4 separate regions of the Sus scrofa genome follow, and all the other regions are linked to region 2. Evidence: chromatin contacts called from public Hi-C data. All regions are on one chromosome and are shown on one strand. The core of a region is the stretch at or near the end of the contact, and the rest is flanking DNA. Distances in the headings are between cores, read along the strand shown.

Region 1 (3,135 bases), core at 614-3,113, 58 kb before region 2:
ATCCACCTGCCTACCCACCTATGTAGCCACCCACACAACCAACACCCACCTACCCACCCATCATCCATCCACCCTCCCATCCATCTACTGCCCATCCATTCACTCATTCCTTCAATTCACCCCATTTAATCAATGTACCCACTCACCACCCACCCACTCTTTTTCTTTACTCCTGTCTAAAGGACTCAATCACACCCAGAGCAGGGTGTAAATGACACCCTCGAGAGAAGTTCACAAGTTGCTGGGGCAGGAGGGAATCTGTGGGCTTGGGGGCAAGAGGAAGCGTCTAGGGAGCTGCTTCCTGGAGGAGGTGTTGATATATAAACAGGGCCTGATGGCTGGGCAGGATATTGAGCAGCAGCAGCAGGAAAAGAAGGGATGTACCCTAACCACGGCAAAAGGCTGAGAAGTGCAAAGTGCACCCATGAATGGGTGTGCGTGTGTGTGTGTGTGCGTGTGTGTGTGTGTCTGGGTGCCTGTTGCCTCAGCATAACTGGGGCATACACCAGCCCTCCATTCTCCCATATGCCAGTGCCCAGGGGCAAGGGGCCTGAGGCCCTAAGGGGAGCCTCCAGCCCAGGCCTCCCTCATCTCCTCTGCCCCTACCTTCTGCAGCTCCACTGACTCCAGCACCAGGCCACCGTGTCCACTGCCGGCTCTGGTTACCTGCTCCAGCGGGGCCACCAGCTCACACCAGCAGCTCCCAGCACTCAGCTCTGACACCTGATCAGCTCTGAACAGGCAGCCACCCCCAATGGTAGGGGATGAGCAGAGGGAGGAGACAGACTGGCAGTGGGCCTGTCTGTTGGCCACCAGGCTTTGGCAGGAAGACATGGATGTTTTTCCCTAACATCACTGGGCAGATTTCAGTTTCTGGAAAGAGCCACCCTCTTCTGCTCTTCCCATCCTTTGGACTTGCTGTTCCTCTGCCAGGAGCCCTCTTTCTGTACCTCCTGTCAGCCCCAATTGGCTGATTTCCCCCACCTCACTTGTACTCACTGTTCAGATCTTTAGTGAAACATTTCCTCCTCCAGGAAGCCTTCCTGGTTGTCTCCCAGGCTGGGTCAGCTGCCTCCGCCAGAGCGCCTTCCTTGCTCAATGCCCTCATTACACACAGGTCACACTAAGTCACCACTGCTAGGTCATGAAATGCTGCATTTGCTCTCCAGCGTCCCCCTAGTGGCTGTGCAATACATTTCTTAAATGAGTCCTAAAGGCCACCAGCCCCAGTGACCGGAAGCAGTTTCTCCATTTTCTTGGTGCAGTCGAGACCTGTCCTGCTGAGTGATTATCGCCCACCTAGATAATGTCCAAGTATCTTAAGAGTGGCGTCCTCAACCTTCCCTTAGTGAGGCCCCAAATTGCCCCCACGACGCACAGGTACTGTACATTTGTAAATTTAGAAAATTCTGAAATTTTCAGGGGAAAGAACCTTGGATTGGGAGCATGAGTCCCGGGTCCCTTCTCTCAAGCTCTGTTCTGCAAGAGTGGAGGGCGAGTAAGGGGAACGTCAATTCACTCATTTGTGAGAAAAGGGGAAAAGGGCACTGATCTTCGTGCCCCTCGCTTTAGAGGCGACTAGAGAACTCTCTCGTCGGCTATCCCCCAGTTTCCAGCCCGGTCACTGGACAGCCTTTTTCCCACCACCCGCTACATGCCCAGCATACAGTACGAAGCAGAAGCTGGAAGCAGGTCTCCCTTTGCCATCAGTTAATATGGCGACCGCAGCGTCCGTCCGGGGCGCATGCGTCTTGGAAGGAGACGCCAGGTGCGGTGGATGGGAATGCGGCTCCTCCTTCCCCGTCCCACCCCATTTCCGGCGGAAGCGGCCACAACAAGGGAAACTTTATTGTTCCCGTTGGGGCGGTGAGGATGTCGGTGAATTATGCGGCTGGCCTGTCGCCGTACGCAGACAAGGGCAAGTGCGGTCTCCCCGAGGTGAGCGCGGCGGGATCCCGACAGCTACCCCCAGGGCCGTGGGCTGGGCGGGGCCTACCGGCAGCGGGGAATTGTGGGAATAGCAGGAGACACTGAGGCTAGATAATGGGAGGGACTTCCCAATGAGGAGGGGGCGGGAAGTGACGCCCCAGCGCGGCCGGGGACGCGAACACGCCCAGCTCTGGGTCGGTTAGGCTGGTGACTCGGGGAAGGACCAGCGATGGGGTGGTCTTCAAGTTCTGATAAGGGAGCACCCAATGTATATCCAGGCAGAATGCACTACCCGGGCAAAGCGGGGGGGTGGGGTGGAAATAAACTTAGAGAGCAGATTAGATCAAAGAGGTTTCCAGAAGGAGGCCAGGATGGGCCTCAAGTGCCAGGCTGGGGAGTTGACACTAAGGGTGATGCGGAAGGGTTTTGACCTGGGGAGGAACCTGGAGGATGTATCAGAAACACTCCTCCAACCACGCTGAAAAGAAGTCCCTCCGTACGCTGAGACCTTGGCTGGGTCACTTCTTTCTGGGTTTCCTTTCCCCTTCTGTAAACTGGGGAGAAGATTGCCCCCCTCCCACAAAGGCTGGCTCGTTCATTCTGAGTCAGGCATCAGTGAGCTCTTAGATGATGTGCAGCCCCACTCTTCCCTCCTGGGTGTTTTTCACTTTATTCCACAAACATTCAAGTACTTACCTTATACCAGACACTTTCTCCAACCTGGAGCCACATCACAGAACAAGACAGATGAGCAGCAAATAAGTATAAGAAATCAGATAGTGGGGAGTTCCTGCTGTGGCGCAGCAGTTTAAGGATCCTGCCTTGCTGGAGCTGTGGCTTGGATTGGATCCCTAATCAGGGAACTTCCCTATGCTGTGTTGCAGCCAAAAAAAAAGAAAGAAGAATAAAAAGAAACCAGATGGTGGTAAGAGCTAGGGAGAAAAGCAAAGCAGATAAGAAGAGCTGAGGGCTGCATTGAAACCAGGTGGCCAGGGAGCCATCACTGAAAATGACTATTTTTCCCCCAATTTAAAAAATACTCATAAAATATACGCAATATAAAATTTACTTTCTTAACTATTTTAAGACTACAGTTCAGCAGTATTGAATACATTTATAATGTTATACAACCATCACCACCATCCATTTCCAGAGCTTTTTCATCTTCCTAGTGTTCTCATTAAATACTAACTCTCCATCCCCCTC
Region 2 (3,376 bases), core at 855-3,354:
TGGGAACTCCCAAGTTGACTGTTAAAAGAATGACTGCAGGGTGGCTGGACAGGAAATGGGCAGGACTTACCCAGGGCAACAAGAGCACCTTGGCTGGACCTAGAAGAGGCTGACTGAAACTTTCTCTCTCCATTTCTTTCCATATGAAGATGCACCCCACCATGAAATGCACACAAGTGCTCAGAGAAGTGACCAAAAAAAAAAAAAAAAAAAAAAAAAAAAGGCAATGTGGTGGGTTTTTCATAAAGTCGACTTTTTCCTATTTAAGTGATTATTCTTTATTCTGTGCCATGTACTACCTCCCTTTTTCCTTAAATTGGTGTTAAAGTGACCTTTCTTTTTTTTTTTTTTTTTTGTCTTTTTGCTATTTCTTGGGCCGCTCCCGCAGCATATGGAGATTCCAAGGCTAGGGGTTGAATCGGAGCTGTAGCCACCGGCATACACCAGAGCCACAGCAACTCAGGATCCGAGCCGCGTCTGCAACCTACACCACAGCTCACGGCAACACCGGATCATTAACCCACTGAGCAAGGGCAGGGACCGAACCCGCAACCTCATGGTTCCTAGTCGGATTCGTTAACCACTGCGCCACGACGGGAACTCCTAAAGTGACCTTTCTCATAAAATGGTGTAGCCACTGTGGAAAACAGTATGATGGTTTCTAAAAAAATTAAACATAAGAGTTATTTTATGGCATATCAGGTTAAGGATACAGCATCATCACTGCAGTGGCTTGGGTCACTGCTGTGATGCAGCTTCAATTCCCCACCCAAGGGCATGTCCACATGTGGCCCAAAAAATAAAAAATAAATAAACGGAGTTCCCGTCGTGGCGCAGTGGTTAACGAATCCGACTAGGAACCATGAGGTTGCGGGTTTGATCCCTGCCCTTGCTCAGTGGGTTAACGATCCGGTGTTGCCGTGAGCTGTGGTGTAGGTTGCAGACGCGGCTCGGATCCCGCGTTGCTGTGGTTCTGGGTAGGCCGGTGGCTACAGCTCCGATTCGACCCCTAGCCTGGGAACCTCCATATGCCGTGGGAGCGGCCCAAGACCAAGAAATAGCAAAAAGACCAAAAAAAAAAAAAATTAAAAAAAAACATAGAATCACCAAATGATATTCAAAAGAGTTGCAAGCAAAGATTTAAAGAGAAATTGATACACTCACCTTCATAGCAGCACTGTTCATAAGAGCCAAAAGGTGGAAACTCGCAAATGTCCATTAACAGATAAGATAAACAATGTAGGGTCCAACCATACAACAGTGTATTATTCAGCCTTAAAAAGGGAGGAAATTCTGACACACACCACAACATGGATGAACCTTGAGAACATGATGCTGAGTGAAATAAGTCTGTCACAAAAGGACAAATACCTTATCATTCCACTTACAGGAGGTCCCTAGAGCAGTTGAATTCATAGAGACAGAAGGAAGAGTGGTGGTCTAGGGGAGTAGAATGGGGAGTTGGTGTTCAATAAGGGGGACGGATTTTCCGTTTGGGAAGAAGATAAAGTTCTGGAGATGGATGGTGGGAAAGGTTGCATAACAGTGTGAATATAGTTACTGCCACTAAACTACACATTTACAATTGGTAAAATGGTAAATTTTATGTTACATATATTTATAACAACAAAAGTTTTTTAATGACCTCTCTTTTATGAGTGAATGATAGTAATTGGTAGTATGAGTTAATTGCTGGGGGGATGTGGGGGTCCGTATTGGCAAAAAGCCTTTAGTTGACTCTTAGGTCAACTTAAGTCTCCTATTTTTGAAGGTTTTACTGGTTCATGTAGTTCCAGTCTGTCACCTGTAAAGCTCTAGGGGTCTGACCGCCCCTCCTCCACTGCCGCTCCACCCCCAACACCTGTCTGTCGCATTGTCCCTCTCGCCCCACTCCCGGAGCTTGCGCAAAAGCTGTGTGGGGGGAGGCGAGCTAATACGCATGCTCCAGGCCTGGCCTCAACTAAGTCTCCGCCTATTTCCCCCTTCGGGAGGCGGCCTTAGAGTGGTGCGCACGCACCGCGGTGAGGGGTGGGATCTGGCTCGATTCCTAGGAGCTGGCTCTCGCGATAGGCCGGCCCGCGATCTCGTCACTCTCCCTCCTCTCCCCTCCCTCGGCCTCCCCGGCTCCGGCTGCAGCGTCAGCCTCGGCCAGACTTTGGTGGCCGCGCCGGCCCAGATCCCTTGACTTCAGTCCCGGTGCCCTTTGGCGCCCCTCGGCCCCGATCCGCAGCGCCGATCATCCTCCCCGCCCCGGCGCCGGCCTAGGCCGCGGCCACAGCCCCGGGCTCAAGTCGGCGTCGCCTGCTCCCGGCCCGCCCCCTATGGGCCCCGGCTAGAGGCGCCGCCGCCGCCGCCGCCGGCCCGCGGAGCCCCGATGCTGGCCCGGAGGAAGCCGGTGCTGCCGGCGCTCACCATCAACCCCGCCATCGCCGAGGGCCCGTCCCCCACCAGCGAGGGCGCCTCCGAGTGAGTGGGATGGGCCGGGGCCGGGGAGAGGACAGGATTGGGGGGGGGGGGTCCCAGAATAGCGAGATCGGGGAGAGAGGGTCCCTGAGAGGAGAGCTGAGCGGCTCTGAGGATCGACGTTGGCGGAAGGGGGTCCCTGAGTTGCGAAATAGGGCTGGAGGGGGGTTCTTACTGGGAGAAGATAGGATGAGGGGGTCTCTGCGTATTGAATCGGTCCCTACCAGGAAAAGGCTGGGGTTCGGGCCTTTTTGATATAGCGAAGCCAGGGTGATGGTGGGAGGGTTCCTGGGAGGTGAGAATGGATTAGGGGTTCCTAGTAGTGAAGTCAGAGTAAAGGGGAGGAGTCCCTGGGTAATGAGGTGGAGGTGGGGGGAGGTTCTTGCAGGCCCAGAATGGGGCGAATGGGATTCCAGAGAGGAGAGGATGGGGCGGGAGAGTGGGATCCCTTGAGACGAGCATGGGGTATGGAAGTCCAGGAAGGGGGCAAGGGGGTGTCTGAGAAATGAGGATGGGGGAGGGATCTTTGAGGGCTGAGAGGGTCTCTGAGGGATCTGGGGGGAAGGGACCTGAGAAGATCCTGCTGGTGGTGGGTGGGGCGCCTGAGCCTGGGGAAAGTGGTGAGGAAGCCTGGAGGAGGCTTAGAGGCTGGGAGAGCAAGGAGTGAGGGGCATTTGGAGGGGCAGGGTGTGAGGAGAACTGGGAGCCATTCAGGGAAGAAGTCTGGGGCCTGCCAGGACCCCTGAAAGCAGGTGAGCAGAGACTCTGAATCAAATGGATTCGCAAAACCTTGAGAAGCTGGAGAAATGCAGGCGGTTTGAGGCAATTGAGTGAGACAGGAGGACTTTGGGGCAGCAGGTGGGATCAGAGAAAGGAACATCAAGGCCTTAGGGGTTACCTGATGGCAGAGTAT
Region 3 (3,140 bases), core at 555-3,054, 38 kb before region 2:
TGGGAACCCCTAAACTTCACACTGTTTCATTGAGTGTCTATTATGACCCAGGGGTAGGAGGTACAAAAATGAGATTGCCAGCTTGATGTCTTGGGACAGAGCCAGGCTGCCAGGGTTGCACCTCAGCTCTGCGGTTCTGACTCATCTCCTAACCAGCTGGAAAATGGGCCCACAACAGCCCCCCAATACCCATCTCAAAGGGTGGGTATGTATGTGCAGTTCCCCGGACAAGGTGAGGGTAGTTAGCAAAGACAAGGACTCACCCAGGTCTATGGCCACAGAGGCCACTGGCCCAAGGTGCCTGGCAGGGCAGGGAGGGCCAGGAGGGTAGGAGGGACAGGGTCCCTTGCCAGACTCTGAGGTATGGTAGCTGGACGGGGTGGCAGCCACACCACTACGTGGAGGGGTGTCCTGGGGGTCGGAGGGCAGATCTTCTGAGATGCCACTGTCACTGGCCGCAGGAGACCAGGTTGGGGAGCTGGGCGCTGAATCTCCAGAACCCAGGATGGAGTTGAGGAAATCATCAGAGTCCGGGCCAGGCAAAACCTGTTGGGACGGAGAGGACTGGTGGGAATTAGGAGGCCTAATTCATCCTTTGCTTTGGACTGCTGTGTGTCTCTAGGCGAGCCCCTGACCCTCTCTGGAGCTTGCTTTTCCTTTCTGCAAGATGGAAAGCATTAATGCTTCTTGTCCCAGCATTGTTGGAGCCTGAGCACAACCGTGGGGCATGGGAACAGCATCCAACCATGTTGAGGCATGAGCCCCGAGTTTAAGTCTGAACCCAACTCCAAACTGCTGTGTGACCCAGGACAAGTTACCAACCCTCTCTGGGCCTCAGTTTCACCACTTTTAAGAAAAAGGTGATGTTACCTGCCCCTTAGGGGAGCTGAAAGTTTTGACACAATAACATGCTGTGCTAAAAATCACGCACTGTGAGTGGTAAATGCATAGAGCAGAGCAGAGTCTTGGCTCTGGCCCTGGGGTGTCCACGATATGTTATCACCTGGTCCTCGATGCGGCCCCAGTCCTCGCCCAGTTCTACGTGTCTCAGGATGCCGTCCTGCCGGTCAAACAGGAGATCCAAGAGCTCCAGGCTGTCAATAGGGCCCATAGGACTGGCAGAGGAAGCCATCTGGGGCAAGGAGGGGACATTTGTGGGTCATGAAGCCCCTCCCCTCCCCACCACCCATCCACACACCATCATAAGTAAGGTCTGTCCCACTCCAATTCAATCCCAGCTCAGCCCTCAGGTTGGACTGCTGCTCCCACTTGCTGAGCCTCAGTCTCCAAATCTGTGCAGTGGGGATGACCCAGAGACTCGCCAGGCCTGAGAGCCAACTGCTATAAAAAGCACTAGACAGATACACCAGGGGATGATCAGCTTGGTCAGCTCCCATGAGGCCAATGGAGCCAGCCTTCTCTTATATTCCCTTCCTGCCCAAAGCTCCTGCTTCTAGAGTGCAGGGGGAACCTGGAAGGATGACCAAGAGCAACCCCAGGAGAGAGGCATGATTTTGGTCATTGTCTTCCCCTCTGGGCCTCAGTCTTCCCATCTGTACAATGGGGTGTGAGGTTCCTGTCAACTCTGGAAGCTTAGGGAGGGCTCCTGGCATAAACCCTCCCTCCCCCATGAACCTGTACAGGGCTCACCTTTTCAATGGCTAAATCCCCATTCACGAGCCCAGCCAGTTCTGTCTCCAGCCGACTTCTGGTATGCTCCGAGCTAGAGGCTCATCCCACCACCAGGGCTCCCAGCCTCTCTATGCCTCTGTTACCACCTCTAAAAGATGCTGAAATAGTCCTGGCACACTCCCAGCCCACCCCCAGGTGCTGATTGGAGAACAGGCAAGATGGACAGGGTTAAGGACCAGTGACACAGGGGCAGGCTAGGGGGAGGGGAGGAGAGACCGTTATCTCAGATGTTTTGCACTTTTCCAGCCGCCAGTGGGCAAAGGCCAAAGTCTGGGGTGCTGTAGCTCTAGCATGACCTCTCCCCTACTTTCAGGGGCTATTTCTTGTCATATTCCCTGTATGTCAGCTCCAGAAGACATTCAGAGCCCCTGGCCACTTCCTATTCACTCCCAGAACAGAACAAAACCAAGTGCAGCTCAGACCTTTGCTGGAGCCCCTCCCTCTGCCAGGAATTTCCTTCCCTCATCAGAGCTGGCAACCCTCTACCTTCCCCAACCCCCAAGCAAGTTCTGGCCAAACCAAAGTGATCAATTCCTTCTAGAATCTTCTATCATTCATTTATTCTCAATAAATATTATGGAGCTACATGTATATCTATCTACCTCAGGGCCTTTGCACTGGCTGCTCCCTCTGCCTAGAACTCCTATCCCCTTCACCCTGACTCTGACACTGTGTTCACCTATTCATAAATGTTTGATTCTCATGGATCTCAGCCCAGACAACTGAGAGGCTGTCTCTGACCGTCCATCAGAGAGGAAGGTCACATCGCTGTTTTCACTATTTGAAATTTTCATTTTCTTTCTTTGGCCACACCTACAGCATGTGAGTGATCCCTGTTCCATCAGGGATCGAACCTGTACCACAGTGAACCCGAACCACTGCAATGACAAGGCTGGATCCTTAATCCGTTGCACCCCAGGTGAATTCCTGGTGTGTGTGTGTGTGTGTGTGTGTGTGTGTGTGTGTGTGTGTGTCTTTTTAGGGCCGAAACTGTGGCATATGGGAGGTCCCAAACTAGGGGTCAAATCAGAGCTGCAGCTGCCAGCCTATGCCACACCATTGCAATGCCAGATCAGAGCTGCATCCTCAACCTACACCTCAGCTTGCAGCAACACCGGATCCTTAACCCACTAAGTGAGACCAAGGATCGAATCCATGTTCTCATGAATACTAGTCAGATTCATAACCCACTGAGCCACAATAGGAACTCCTCTAAAATTTTCTTGTCTCCTTGCCTATCCTCATCCTTCATTCCTCCCCCACCCCTTCATGTGAGCGCTTCAGGGCTAGGATAGAGCTTCTTTTATTGTTGGCTGGATCCCCAGCATCTAGAAAGGCATGGCACACAGGGGATGCTCAATCAGCTTTTACTATTGAGCACCTCCTGTATGCCAGCCACTATTTTAGGCCCTGGTGATAAGGCACAGGACGATCTAGACTATTAGCGT
Region 4 (3,612 bases), core at 279-2,778, 52 kb after region 2:
ACTTCAGTTATCTCCAGTACCCAATAACTATCCTGGGACCTGCAAATTGTGTTTCTGCTTGGCCCTTCTTGTCCCAAGGCTGATGGCAGGGTGGTTTAAGGAAGGAAGAGGACTTATATCCCAGGCAGGGTCGTTAGAGCAAAGTCCCTGGGTTCCGCCCTCACTCTGGACCCAAGTGGCCCCTCCCTCAGTCCTTTTCCATCTACCCTGGGGGGTTGGTTTCAGGCTGCAAGTCCTGGGGCTGTCACTTCCCTTCTGGGGGCCTCCCGGGTTTCCCCTTGAAGCCAAATTACTATTACAAAAGCCAATCCAACCCGTTTGGGAGTTGAAAGGCACTTTTAATACGTGTGTGAAGAGGCAATGAAGTGCAGGAAAGCTTTGAAGTCACAGAAGGACAGACGGGGTACATTTCACCCACGGCAGTGGAAGTTTCCTGCCTGTAAGGTAATGGTGGTAAAAATGATAATAACAATAAATAATGATCATGATAATGGCATTAGATGTTAGAATGGAGGTAAACAGGACCCCGGACAGAGCCAGCCACTCGAGAAGCGCTCAGCAAACGACGCCGAAGCAGGTGCCAGCCTTCTCCGACCGAGGGAATGCAGACAGGGAAACTGAGGCTCAGAGATCCCCAGGGGGCTGATTGCACCAGAGAGCCCTCCCCCAGCGCCTACTGTGTGCAGCGGGCAGTTGGCCGGGGCGGGTCAGGCAGTTCTCACTGCTCGTCCCCTCTTCCCCCTCCCCCGTCCCCCGCCGGACCTCTCCCACGACCGGGGAGGAAGTGGGAGAAATGGACAGGGAAAAAAAGTTGGGCTGAGCCAACGCCTCCCCACTCCCCACCTTCGCCCCTCCCAAGCCATGCAGACCCTTGCGGGAACGAACCGCGGGACCTAAGCGTCCGGTGCCGGGTCTCCGTCCCGCCCAGTGGCCCGCAGTTGGGTGGGGGAACTCGGAAAGCCGGGAAAACAACAGCCCAGCCCGCCCCTAGCCAACCCCTTCCCCCGCTACGCCCCTGGCGCAGCGGGCAGAGGCGACTCCTTTACATAATCGCAGGCGGGCAGGTTGGCTGTTTCATTTACAGACCCGGGAGCCCAGCGGACCCGAGCCGTCAACCCAAAGCCCGCCCCCAGGTCCCTTCCGCAGCTGGACAAACTGAGGCCCGGGGAGGGCCGGCGTCCGGCCCGCAGTCTCCACCCCTCGCCCCCCACCCACCCCCAGCAGCCCGGGCAGCCGCGACCCACGCCCGCGTCGGTCCTCGCAGTGCGCATAGCCCTCCCCGCCCCCGCTGCCATCCTGCCACGCCCCAGGCGTCGGGGGCAAAGCCCGCGCCCCCCCCCGCACCCGCCTCTGCGTGGAGGCTGGGGGCCTGTTTATCTGGAGTCCCCCACCCCCTCCACCCGGGGGGCCCGCTCCCCCCGCGCCCCGGGGAGCTCTGGGGACAGATAAGCTGGCAGGCTGGCACGGCGCCGCGCAGCGGGGCGGAGAGGTCAGAAGAGGGGGGGCGCGCCGGGGGCGGGCTGGACCCCCCCTCAACTTGACAAAACCTAATAACAGCCCGGTTTCTCCGGCGCAGCGGGCGAAGCCCCACGGGAGGGCAGAGACGTGGCAAGAGGGGACCTGCCGAGCCTGTTCTGGCCTCTGAGGCCGGGGTGGGGGGGCGGGCTGGGCGTGGGGGGGGCCGGCGGCTGCGGCACCTTTAAGACAAGGGAGGACCCCTCTTGCCCTCGGAGAAACCAGGAAGGGAGTCGCGAGCATCATACGGGGCTTTGGCTGTACTGTACAGTTACTGTAGGGGCAGTGACGCCGCCGCCGGAGCGAGGGAGCGAAGAGGGGAGAGCCAGCGAGGGGAGAGCTAGACGCGGACCCCAGAGGCGAGCGGCCGAGGAGCCCAGTCCCAACTCCGGGCCCCGGCCCCGCGCGCCCCGGCCCGGCCCGGCCCCGCGAGGTAAGTCAGCGCACGGCGCGGCCCCCAGCATGGGGTGCAGGGTGGGGAAGGGCTGGGGTCTCTGCGCCCACCTTTGCCCTCGCCAGAAGGGGCGATCCCGGGAGCCAGGGACGTTCCGCAAGTTTCAGAGGAGGGGGTGGCTGGCAGCTGCCGGGAGGCTGGAGGCGCCCTGGATCCCGAGCGCGGGGAGGGGGCGCCGCCAGGGAAGGGGTATTAGGGGCGAAGTGCATAGGCTTGTGCGCCGGCCGCCCCCCCCCGACCCCCCTGGTGCATGGTTTTTTCGGGGCTCCCAGGAGCGCGAGGAGAGGGGGAGGGGAAGCGGGGCTGCATTGAGGGTGGGGGGAGCCGGCGTGGGGAGATAGGGGGGCGCGTCGCGTGCTAAGTTTGCAGCTGGGTACTGGGGGCGCTCTCGCCCCCCGGGGGCCTATTCGGTGCTGCGTGCATACGTTGGAGTTGGCCAGGATTGAGCTCCATGGGGGATGGGGGGGAGGGGGCTGAAAAAACAGGGAGGGGGGCTTTGCAAAGGAGGGGGAAGGGGTGGGGTGTCCGGGTGGGCGGGCGCGGCCGCTGGGGCCTCTGGGCGTCGTAGTCCCCCCGCGCTTGCAGCTGGCAGGTGGCAGGCTGCTCGGACTACAAGTCCCAGGGTGCGCCGCGCCGCCGTCCCGCCGCGGCCCGCGGGTAGGGGCGGTGCGGAGGAGGGGCGGTGAGTGGCGGGCTAGCGAGCCAATGAGCGCGGGCTGATCGCGCGGCGCGGCCCGGAGGCGGGGCCTGCCGGCCCGGAGGCGGGGCCTGGAGCCGGGCTCCCCTTGCCGGGGGCCGGTGGCGGTCCCCGGCTTCCGGCTGCGCGGCCCGCGGGCCGTCCCCCTCCCCGCCCCGGGGCCCCTCCCCGCCTTGGTTGTGTAACCGTCCCCAGCCCCCCTCCCCTCAGCCCCCCGTCCCGGGGGGGGTCACCCACCCCGCGCTCCCTGGGGAGGGCGGCGGCCCAGGCGGCCGCGCGGTGCAGGGGAGTCCGGGGATGAGCGGCCTAGTGCAGACTGGGCCCGGGCGTGGGGGAGGCGGGCGGGCGGACCCAGATCCGGGGTAATTTGCATCGCCCTCCCCCCAGCCCGGGTGGGGATTGGCCGCCGGCGGCGGGGGGTGGCGCGGGGCCAGGCTCACTGCCGCCTCCCGGCCCCTCGGAGGGAGCCAGCCCAGCCGCAGCCGCCGCCACCGCCGCCGCCGGGGCCGGGCCCCCTCGCCGCTGCCCCGGGAAGGAGGTAGGAGCCCCCCGCGCGGGCTGCGCGGTGGGGGCCCGCGGGCCGGAGCGGGGGCCGCGCGCTGCGGCCGGGGCGGGGGAGGGGGCCGCTTCCTGCCCCCGCCCGGGCCTGACTCAGCCCTGGGTGGGGGGACTGGCCTGGCCCCTTGCCCTGCCCGCGCGGCCGCCTGGCCCTGGCCTCCAGGGAGGGGACAGAAAGCACCCCTCACCCCTGCCCGCGCCCCCAGAGCGCGTGACCCTGTCTCCTCTGGCCCGGACCCCCCTCCTTCCCCTTGACGCCACCACCACGTGCGAACCCTGAGCCCAGGCAGAGGAGGGGGTGAACTGGTGGGATCCAGCCACCTCCTTCTCCCTCCCTCCCTCCGTCCCCAGCCGAGGAACGGGCCCCCTCCCCCAGCTCCGGGCCTGA

What was found. Hi-C and Micro-C count contacts between places; a contact is called where the count stands out from the background.
Region 1: a Hi-C map of liver shows a contact between it and region 2, with 3 times the contacts expected there. The contact joins the promoter of SIRT6 here to the promoter of MAP2K2 in region 2. A contact is called at or near these places in 1 of 5 promoter capture datasets (liver), 12 of 47 Hi-C or Micro-C datasets (fetal liver, fetal skeletal muscle, heart right ventricle and 5 more) and 1 of 2 datasets of contacts at active chromatin or transcription factors (alveolar macrophages).
Region 3: a Hi-C map of liver shows a contact between it and region 2, with 2.7 times the contacts expected there. The contact joins the promoter of CREB3L3 here to the promoter of MAP2K2 in region 2. A contact is called at or near these places in 4 of 47 Hi-C or Micro-C datasets (fetal liver, liver and skeletal muscle).
Region 4: a Hi-C map of liver shows a contact between it and region 2, with 5 times the contacts expected there. The contact joins the promoter of ZBTB7A here to the promoter of MAP2K2 in region 2. A contact is called at or near these places in 2 of 5 promoter capture datasets (both in liver), 14 of 47 Hi-C or Micro-C datasets (alveolar macrophages, blood, embryonic fibroblasts and 6 more) and 2 of 2 datasets of contacts at active chromatin or transcription factors (alveolar macrophages and skeletal muscle).

Annotation. Positions count from the first base shown.
Region 1 is chr2:74,566,676-74,569,810 of Sscrofa11.1, forward strand. SIRT6 (sirtuin 6) reads left to right here and starts at 1,864. Exons shown (of 10, transcript NM_001114273.1): 1 at 1,864-1,938. The coding sequence starts at 1,873. ANKRD24 (ankyrin repeat domain-containing protein 24) reads right to left here and starts at 1,727. Exons shown (of 23, transcript XM_021084071.1): 1 at 1,000-1,727.
Region 2 is chr2:74,624,635-74,628,010 of Sscrofa11.1, forward strand. It overlaps MAP2K2 (mitogen-activated protein kinase kinase 2), which reads left to right and starts at 2,105. Exons shown (of 11, transcript NM_001244550.1): 1 at 2,105-2,466. The coding sequence starts at 2,375.
Region 3 is chr2:74,586,465-74,589,604 of Sscrofa11.1, forward strand. CREB3L3 (cyclic AMP-responsive element-binding protein 3-like protein 3) reads right to left here and starts at 1,805. Exons shown (of 10, transcript XM_021084084.1): 1 at 1,651-1,805; 2 at 1,004-1,132; 3 at 264-546. The coding sequence starts at 1,132.
Region 4 is chr2:74,676,765-74,680,376 of Sscrofa11.1, forward strand. It overlaps ZBTB7A (zinc finger and BTB domain-containing protein 7A), which reads left to right and starts at 1,529. Exons shown (of 3, transcript XM_003354008.4): 1 at 1,529-1,948. LOC110259362 (vegetative cell wall protein gp1-like) reads left to right here. Exons shown (of 2, transcript XM_021084088.1): 1 at 1-1,489; 2 at 1,787-1,878. The coding sequence starts at 603. The coding sequence ends at 1,859. It overlaps LOC110259661 (basic proline-rich protein-like), which reads right to left. Exons shown (of 4, transcript XM_021085143.1): 2 at 2,904-3,376; 3 at 2,549-2,788; 4 at 2,373-2,442. The coding sequence ends at 2,373.